Linked DNA regions of Gossypium hirsutum: regions 1 and 3 are each linked to region 2. Evidence: chromatin contacts called from public Hi-C data. All regions are on one chromosome and are shown on one strand. Each heading gives the region's core, a stretch centred on a gene start, on an enhancer-like site or on the middle of the called end of the contact. The rest is flanking DNA. Distances are from core to core; before and after follow the strand shown.

Region 1 (2,700 bases), core at 122-2,621, 150 kb after region 2:
AAACATTGAGTTTGAAAGTTAAAATGCTAATATATTCTCCCCAATCACCGATATTACCTTATATTAATGTTAGAGTTTCCGATCCCTGGGAAACTGTCAAAGGATGACAATAGTTTCTTTCAATTTGCTAATCAAATTCCTAGTTAATGATTCTTAGACTTATTTCATCATTTTGCAGATAAAATTAAGTTTGAAATGAATTGAAATGATATTTTTCTCGGGGTTGAATGGGGTGGCTGCAATAGAGATATAAAGAATATATTCAGAAGTTTAATCTGATAATGAACGCATAAGTTGAACTTCTCTGTGGCATTAATAGTAACAAGTAAATTTCACACTTTACAAGTAAACCAAAGACATAATCATGGCTACCCATTACAGGAACCAATAAAACTCTGAACTCTATCTTTTATCTAAGCATCTGCATATTGCCCACAGCTTGATGATGGTGATGAGATGGCTGGCAAGCTTTAACCAGGGAATTAGAGTACCCCATGTTAGCCACTGGTGCACTTGGAATCCCAACTTCCATCGGCCTGTTAACGGCAGCTTGTTCCAAAGACTGCACTTGTTTCTTCAAAAATTTGACATAATGAATCGCCTCGTCCAACATTGAAGCTGTATCCATTTTGGTGCCTCCTGGAACAAGCCTCTGCAGAATCCTTATCCTCTCGCTTATCCGTTCTCTTCTATGCCTGGCGGCCACGCTCTGAGGATCCTTTGAGATCTTAACGTTTCTTCTTTTTGGAGGCTTGATGGATTCTGGGTCTATATGGATAGGTTGCATTGCTGCTATACGGAATATCATCTCCCTCATTGCTGCCATAGAGTTCTTCTTATCTACTGAAGAAGGGTATGAATTTGCATTGTTGAAAGGAGTTGGATATTTGAACTTGCGGTTGCTACTGCATATATTATGGGGTTGAAGAGGTGGAGTCATGGGTTCTTGAACTGGGTTGCTGCCATTGCCAAAAGGCAAGGTCATGAATGTATTAATGGAAGAAACATTGGGGTTGGGGTAAACGGGTAGTGTGGGAAGGATGGTGGTGCTTGAAGTCCCATTGGAGAAGTGGGTTTCAGGTGGCAATAACGTGGGAGAAGTATGGAAAGCAGGCTCACAGAAATCGGGAAGCTTTTCTTCCATTTGCATCATCATTGTCATCACATCCATGTGATCATCTTCTGTTGAGGATTTCACCATGTCAACATCCATTGAATCTACTGAAAGACGGAATGGCAGAGGGATGGGAAGGAGCTGAAGATATATAATGGCTTTTTATAGAATTAGGGTTTTTAATCGGAGATATGTGCAGAGAGATAAGGAGATGAGATTAAAAAGTGTAATAAAAAAGCACCCACCAATGTCCAACAAGGAAGTGGAAAGGCCTTTATATAGCAACTCGTGACCATTTTTTCTTAAAAAAAAAGAGTAAAATTTCATGCAAAGATGATATAGGAAACTCCACTCTCGGCCAAACCTCATTTATGATTTGATTATTTGATGTTAGATAGTGACCGCCCATTATGTGGGACTAACTCCAATCGCTGACCCTATCAACCATCCGATCTATATAGTGAACCTTAAAGGATCAAAGCTAATAACACGTGTAAAACATCAGAATAGCCACGCGTTTTGGCCCACAAATTCAATGGCTTGGATTGAAGGAATTTTCTCAAATAAGATGCATGAACCACTTTATTTCTACACACTGACCCTTTGAGTACCGAAAGAAAGAGCTTGCTTTGCATGCTTTTTTGCCTTTATTTATTTATTTTTACTTTGTCCAAAGAAGACCATGAAACCCCACAGTCACATGACATTTCTCAGAAGTTGCCCGACTCCGGCACCGGATAAAGATTCCGGTAACTGTGAAGTGGGGTTGAGAGGTCAATATCTCAATTTATATAATATTATATTAGCAGTGGCAGTAGATACAGTTTGGGTCTGTTTGGCACGCTTTTTAAGGTGGATTAGAAGGTGACGGTGATGCAGACCTCCACTGCAAGTACGCAAATTCTCCTTTCGGGTGAAATTTATTTTCTTTTGTTGCTAACTGCTACTGCTTGGCATTCCTCAGCCTGCCCTTTTCAGTTTTCATCCATTCAGGGGAAATAAAATGTCACACGAAGGACACCATATGTGAAGAAAATTTTAAGTGACGTGAAAACATGGTTTGCTTCATACTTAACTCTACTCTGAAATTTGCATGTATAAATATAATGTGTCAAGATTAATGTAGTTTAAAATGAGAAGCATGACAAGTAGTGAAATGCACATGTGGGGGGCTCTCAGACCCAACATTTTTCCTCTAACTTTATTCAACATTCGTGGAACCATATCAGAAAATTACCCAGGGACCGAGTTGAAAAGATAATTAAAAAAAAAATTGATTTCTAGTAGAAAAACAGTATTTTGATTACAACTTGTTATTCAAAAAAAAGTACAGAGCAGATAATCACAATTTTCAGAAAGTGGTCCCATTTTCCTGAGCCTACAGGTTTTTTTTTTGGTTTCATTTCACTGATATTTTTCGATGTTCGCCAAAAGATGTCTCTTTTTTACACAGCTTTCTGAAACGAACAAAACAAAAGCCGCAATAGAAATTCAAATTTTATCAGATTGTAAAGCTTTGACCTTGGTGGATTGGCATTAACACTACATGCATCGATCATTCAAGAAAGAGAACCTTCCATCTTTTT
Region 2 (2,700 bases), core at 162-2,661:
TCTGATCAACTAAACTTAGAAAGTTGATTGCTTTGATCCAAATCCAAATCAATCTTTAAGATATCTTGTTTTGTGTAGTTTGGATTTCAAGGATGTTTCGGTTTTTGTCCAACGTATCATTTAGAATCAAAGCCCAAGGATTTTGTTGCTAAAATTTTCCAACTTAAATATGATAAGTTTTCTGAGTAGGTAGTGCTAGACATCGGTTGGCATTGGTCTTGGCACTGCTCAAAAACTGCCTCAACACATTGAATTGTGATGGCTCTTCTTTAGGCAATCAGGTGACAGGTAGTCACCATTTATAAGTTTTTGCAACCAATATGATTGTTGAAATATGGGCATTATGATATGATTTTTTTTAAATAATTAAGGGAGGAGAATGAGATTTTGTTTGGGATCGAATCCAATCTCCAATATGATGTTTTACTTGTAAAGGATTTAAGCATCTCTCAATTATTGAGCTTGATGCCTCGTCTGTCATTAGTCAAATGAAGAGTACTGCAACTGGTAACATTATGCTTGAGCAGGACTATTTTGAAGACATTTTAGCTTAGTTGATTGCAACATATCTATATGAAGGGAATAGATGCACTACTCACTTGCAAAGGAGGACGATAGTTTTAGTCCATCTAGGATTAAGGTCAGTTTTAGAACTTTTTAATGATATGTTGTCTATTTCAATATTCTGTTTTTATGGTTGATAAAGCCAACTATAATGTGTACGACGCGCGCTATAGCTTAAGTAATGCTATGTTATTCTTTTCTTAAAAAAATATTTTTAAAAGTCTTAAAAACACAGGTTAACAAAATCCTTATTTAATTATTATTCTTTAAATATATTTTTACAAAATTAACTAGAAGGGATAATAAATATCAAAATTATATATTAATTTTGATTTAATATGTAATGTCATACATGAACTTTAATATTGTGTGATTTTATACATAAAAATTTGATTTGATCCTATTTTTAAAAATTACTAACAATATTATTAAATTAATACCGTTTTACGTTCGAGATATTGCATACACAAATAATTTTATTAATCAAATATAAAAAATAAATGTATGTATTTATTTATTTAAATGTATATAATTGAATTGAAATTGAAATTTCATATATATAATTACATCAAATCAAAATTTATGTATTAAATTAAACATTAAATTAAAAAATTATGTATAAATTTAATATTTTATCGTAAATAAAATAATAATCGCATATAACTTTGTTTAAAGTAAGTTCGCATTGAAACCATGAATCTATAAAAATAGCTTTTAACCAGAGTAAAAATCAGAGAAAGACGAAAGGGGCTTACTAGCCCAAATCTCAAGGCTCAAAGTTGGGCCTTTTTGGACAAATAAAATGACAGACCATTTATTCATAAAAGAAAAAAAAAAGGGTCCATAACAAAACAAAGCTTTCCACTTACCTAACACACAGATTATTTATCCAGAGATCGTTGTTTTTTATTTCCTCCTCCTCTCTTTAGGGTTTCGACACTCCGATTCTATCATCAGAGATGTGGCACGAAGCTCGGAGATCAGAAAGGAAGGTCCACGACATGATGGACGCGGCTCGAAAGAGAGCACAAAGACGGGCCATATTCCTTTCCAAAAGACGCGGCGACCCTCAACAATCCATTCAAGTCGTCGGCTCTCGCTGCCGTATCCACCGTGACGATGCTCTTTATCATGCCACTCAAGATCAGCAAGGCTTGTAAGTCAATTTATCAATTTTCGGTTAAATATTACCTTCTTAGCCTTCCATTAATTATCTCAAATTTATTCCTTTTGCTTACAGGATTCCTTGGAATGGAAAACAAGATATTTTAATCGATAGGTATATATTTTTTATTTCTCATTTATCTTCATTTCTAAGATCCTTTTAGACGATGCTTTTTTTTTAAACTGATTAGCATTTGCTTATATTTTAGATTCGATGGCCGAGCTCTTCTTGATTTTATTCGCGAGCCAGGGACACGACATTTTAGGAATCAAGAGAAGTCTGAAGAGGAAGAAGAAGTAGAAGAGTTTGTTAATTTCGAGCGTTATCGGGATTTAATTAAGCATCGCCGTAGAGGATGTCGGTACTTTTTTATTTCTTGGAATTGATAAACTCTGTTTTTGGTTCACTTTTGTTTGTTTCGTGTCCCTCCTATTTTTTGGTTATAACGGCAAAAGTCTGTTATAAGAATAGCGATTAGTTTTCAAATAAGCTTTATGTGCTGAGGTTTGTATCTTTTGACAGTTACCGACGAGGATGGTTTACAACATGTGAATGTAGAAATGGAGGCAAAAGTAATCGCACCGTTCCAATCAGACAGGTTTAGTATATTCTTTTCTCAGCTATTTGTGCCGATTTGATAAGATAGGTGATGCATGTGATGGTGCTCAAAGCTTTTCCGAAAAATAAAAATTTATTGGCATGCCATCTGCATAAAAGTTTCCAACAGTGTCTTGCTCTTTGCAATTTTTTTTTTCATTCTGCATAGGGCTTTAGGGTGATCTTAGACATGGAGATAAGATGGTGGTTGCAGGAGATGTATTTTCCAAGATTTATTCTATTTGGAATAAATGTTGAGATGCGTTAAGTTTTTATAAAAGATCCAATTTATAGACTTGTCTTGCATTTTACTTTCTCTCATATGATTTTTAGCTATTTATAAATTAACTTTGATAGGTTTATTATTTGTTTTA
Region 3 (2,700 bases), core at 68-2,567, 180 kb before region 2:
CTTTTTATATGCATATCTCTGCTGGTCATCAAATCCAGTGCAGCTCATTTTTTGCAGACATCTTGATCAATTCATTCAAGTGAGAAAAAAAGAAAGCAATAGGACTTTCGTCTGGAATTTAAGATGGCGAAAGCAGCTTCATATGCAAACAGTTTCATTTCATGTGTTTCTTTCTCTTGAGATCCATTGATAGCAGACTCCATAACTATCTTTTTTCCTGCTGCTCTAACTTTTGACTGTTAATTCTCCACTGTTGTCAAACAAAAAAAGGTAGTGTTTTTCTTTCCATGGGATCTTTGAGTTTTTGAGTAGAAGTCGAAAAGGGTTTTAGTTGGTTGGTTTACCTGATAGAATTAACAACTCTTCACCAACTATCTTACATCAACATATACTAGTTCTTTTTTTTTTTGTATAAATACATATACTAAATTAATCCTACTCTCATTAAATATATCAATTTAGTTGTTATAATATTAATGGCCAAATTAAAATAAATTTAACATTTGTTATTTAAATAATAATAATATTTTTTAATAAAGTTAATATTTTTAAAGTTATTATGTTTCTGGAAATGAATTTTTTTTGTTAAGAATTGAATAGTAATTAACAATAAAATATTTTTTATGCTGCAAATGTTAACTTTGTTACACTTTAGACTTATTTAATTTTTTAATAGTTTAGAAACTAAATTAATCTATTTAATAATTGAGAGATTAATTTAATTTAGTCCCTCTAATATAGGGAGCTCCCAAGCATTTTAACCATTGTTTTAAGTTAGACAACTGATATTATCAAATCATAGTATACGTTTAATAAAAGTAGTCGTAGTTATATTAGGTAAGTATAAATTTTAAGTTTAATTAAAAAACATTAATAAATATAATAAAAATTTAAAGCGTAACATCAATAAAAATAAGGGTAAAGTCACCCAAAGTCACTCAACTATTAGTATGTTTATATTTTAGTCACTCAAGTTTAAAAAATTATAAAATAATCACTAAATTATTCAAAAATTTTTTATTTAAGTCACTAATCTGTTAAGCTTTTTAAAAACAAAACTCTGGTTAGCGAGCTTTAAAGAACGATTAAATGACCGATACAATGGATTAGTGCCCATCGACAACTAAAAAAACATACTTTATATCCAAGGCAATCTAACGGCATGTTTGGTTCAAAGTAATGGCATAGCCATTACAACCCTATTCTGTGGGCCCACCCTAAATACCTGTTTAGTTGAATGGAATACCCTATTACGAGGTTATTCCATTAGGGGCCTATGTAGTAAAATTACCTGATTTCTATTTTGTTTACTCACCACCGATTACTGATTCAATGTTGAAGGAGACCTTCACCACAAAAACTCTCCCCACTTTGCCCTCTCCTATTTTCTCACCTGAAACGCTCCCCACTTTCTCTCTCCGTTCCTTCCATATTTCTCTCTTCCAATTTTTCTGCCCTCTTTTTTCTGCTTTCTTTTTCTTTCTCTAAATAGAGTTTTTCTTTTCCTCTCTTCCATTTCTTTTTCTTGATCTATAAATCCCATCGATTGTTAGAAAGAGCAAGAGGGTTCTTAGAGGGGAATTGAAATCTAAATCGAAATCCGAAAATGTTGACAGTAAACCGAGTGATAAACCGGGCACGAGCTTCGATTTGAAATTGTCAATACCTCTTAAGTCATGACCCAAAGATTTCCCCTTCACCTCCTCAACATTTAGCTTCAAAATCATCCATTCGCTTCTTCGATATTTACAAGGTAATTCCTCCATCTCCCCCTTTTTAACTCTAAAATATTTGATTTTTTAAGTTATAGTTCTTTTTAACTTTTTGTCTTGTGTGTGCAGCTTGCAAGCAAGGAAAAAATGGAGAAAGAACGAGCAAGACTGTAAGTTTAAGCTTTGTTTATTTATTGAAATTTTGTTACGTGCTCTTTTTTCCATGAAATTTAATATAAATAATTGTTTTAATTTGATTTAGGGCAGTGCTGATGAATTGAATAGAGTATATTTTGATGATATGTTGAGCTAAAACAACACGGTGGTAAGGTATTAACTGATTTGTTCTTTTTATATACATATAGGTTATATCATTTGCAAATCTGTTCAAATTAGTTGAATTGCAACTAATTTCTGAGTAAAATTAATGTTACTTTCTGTAAACATTTTAAGTGTTAGTTTTTTTTCTTTTCTTGCAGATTGCACGGGAAAATAAGATTCTAATTCCTAGAATTGCGGCAAGGAAGTTTCCTGCCATGGATGTTATATATTCTAATGGTAGAAAATCAAAGCTGTCGATTATTTTTGATGCAAGTGGCGTTGATGTTAGCAAGTTGGCTGTCCCTGAAGCATCTTTAGTCTGTCTATCATTTAGAGCAAACTCTCAGGTATGGTTTCCTTTTTCTATGTTTGTTTTGGATGAAATTTATGTATTTCTTAACGATGTTATAAATCTTCCATTTTTATCATGATAAGAGAATGTTGAATAGATAGTGCATTGCTTTAAAATTGTGATAAGAGGCATATCAGCGACTCTATGGCAATGGAGGGGTTAGCACTAAATTGCAATCATGAAAACAACAAAAACATGAGAAACAAAAGATGTTGGTTGCCAACTTTTCTTTTCTCTTGTTTCTGGTTATTGTTGTTGGTGATGCATTTTAACTCCTTTTCCTTGTCGGGCTATGGTCGATTCTTGAAGCAAACC

The links. Hi-C and Micro-C count contacts between places; a contact is called where the count stands out from the background.
Region 1: a Hi-C map of leaf shows a contact between it and region 2, with 3 times the contacts expected there. The contact joins the promoter of LOC107905548 here to the promoter of LOC107897746 in region 2. A contact is called at or near these places in 2 of 34 Hi-C or Micro-C datasets (both in leaf).
Region 3: a Hi-C map of leaf shows a contact between it and region 2, with 2.3 times the contacts expected there. The contact joins the enhancer-like site here to the promoter of LOC107897746 in region 2. A contact is called at or near these places in 9 of 34 Hi-C or Micro-C datasets (anther, callus, leaf and 2 more).

Annotation. Positions count from the first base shown.
Region 1 is chrA11:32,188,351-32,191,050 of Gossypium_hirsutum_v2.1, forward strand. LOC107905548 (transcription factor HEC2) reads right to left here and starts at 1,372. Exons shown (of 1, transcript XM_016832220.1): 1 at 293-1,372. The coding sequence starts at 1,213. The coding sequence ends at 410.
Region 2 is chrA11:32,040,794-32,043,493 of Gossypium_hirsutum_v2.1, forward strand. It overlaps LOC107897746 (CLK4-associating serine/arginine rich protein), which reads left to right and starts at 1,412. Exons shown (of 13, transcript XM_041081575.1): 1 at 1,412-1,720; 2 at 1,805-1,843; 3 at 1,938-2,086; 4 at 2,252-2,327. The coding sequence starts at 1,524.
Region 3 is chrA11:31,855,919-31,858,618 of Gossypium_hirsutum_v2.1, forward strand. It overlaps the pseudogene LOC107958798. Among protein-coding and RNA genes, the nearest start is that of LOC107897706, 8.8 kb to the left of the region's middle. Within about 2 kb of position 1,318, at least 9 of the 9 cell types and tissues checked have an H3K27ac peak or open chromatin away from gene starts, as enhancers often do. A contact at or near this core is called in leaf, where this site is marked.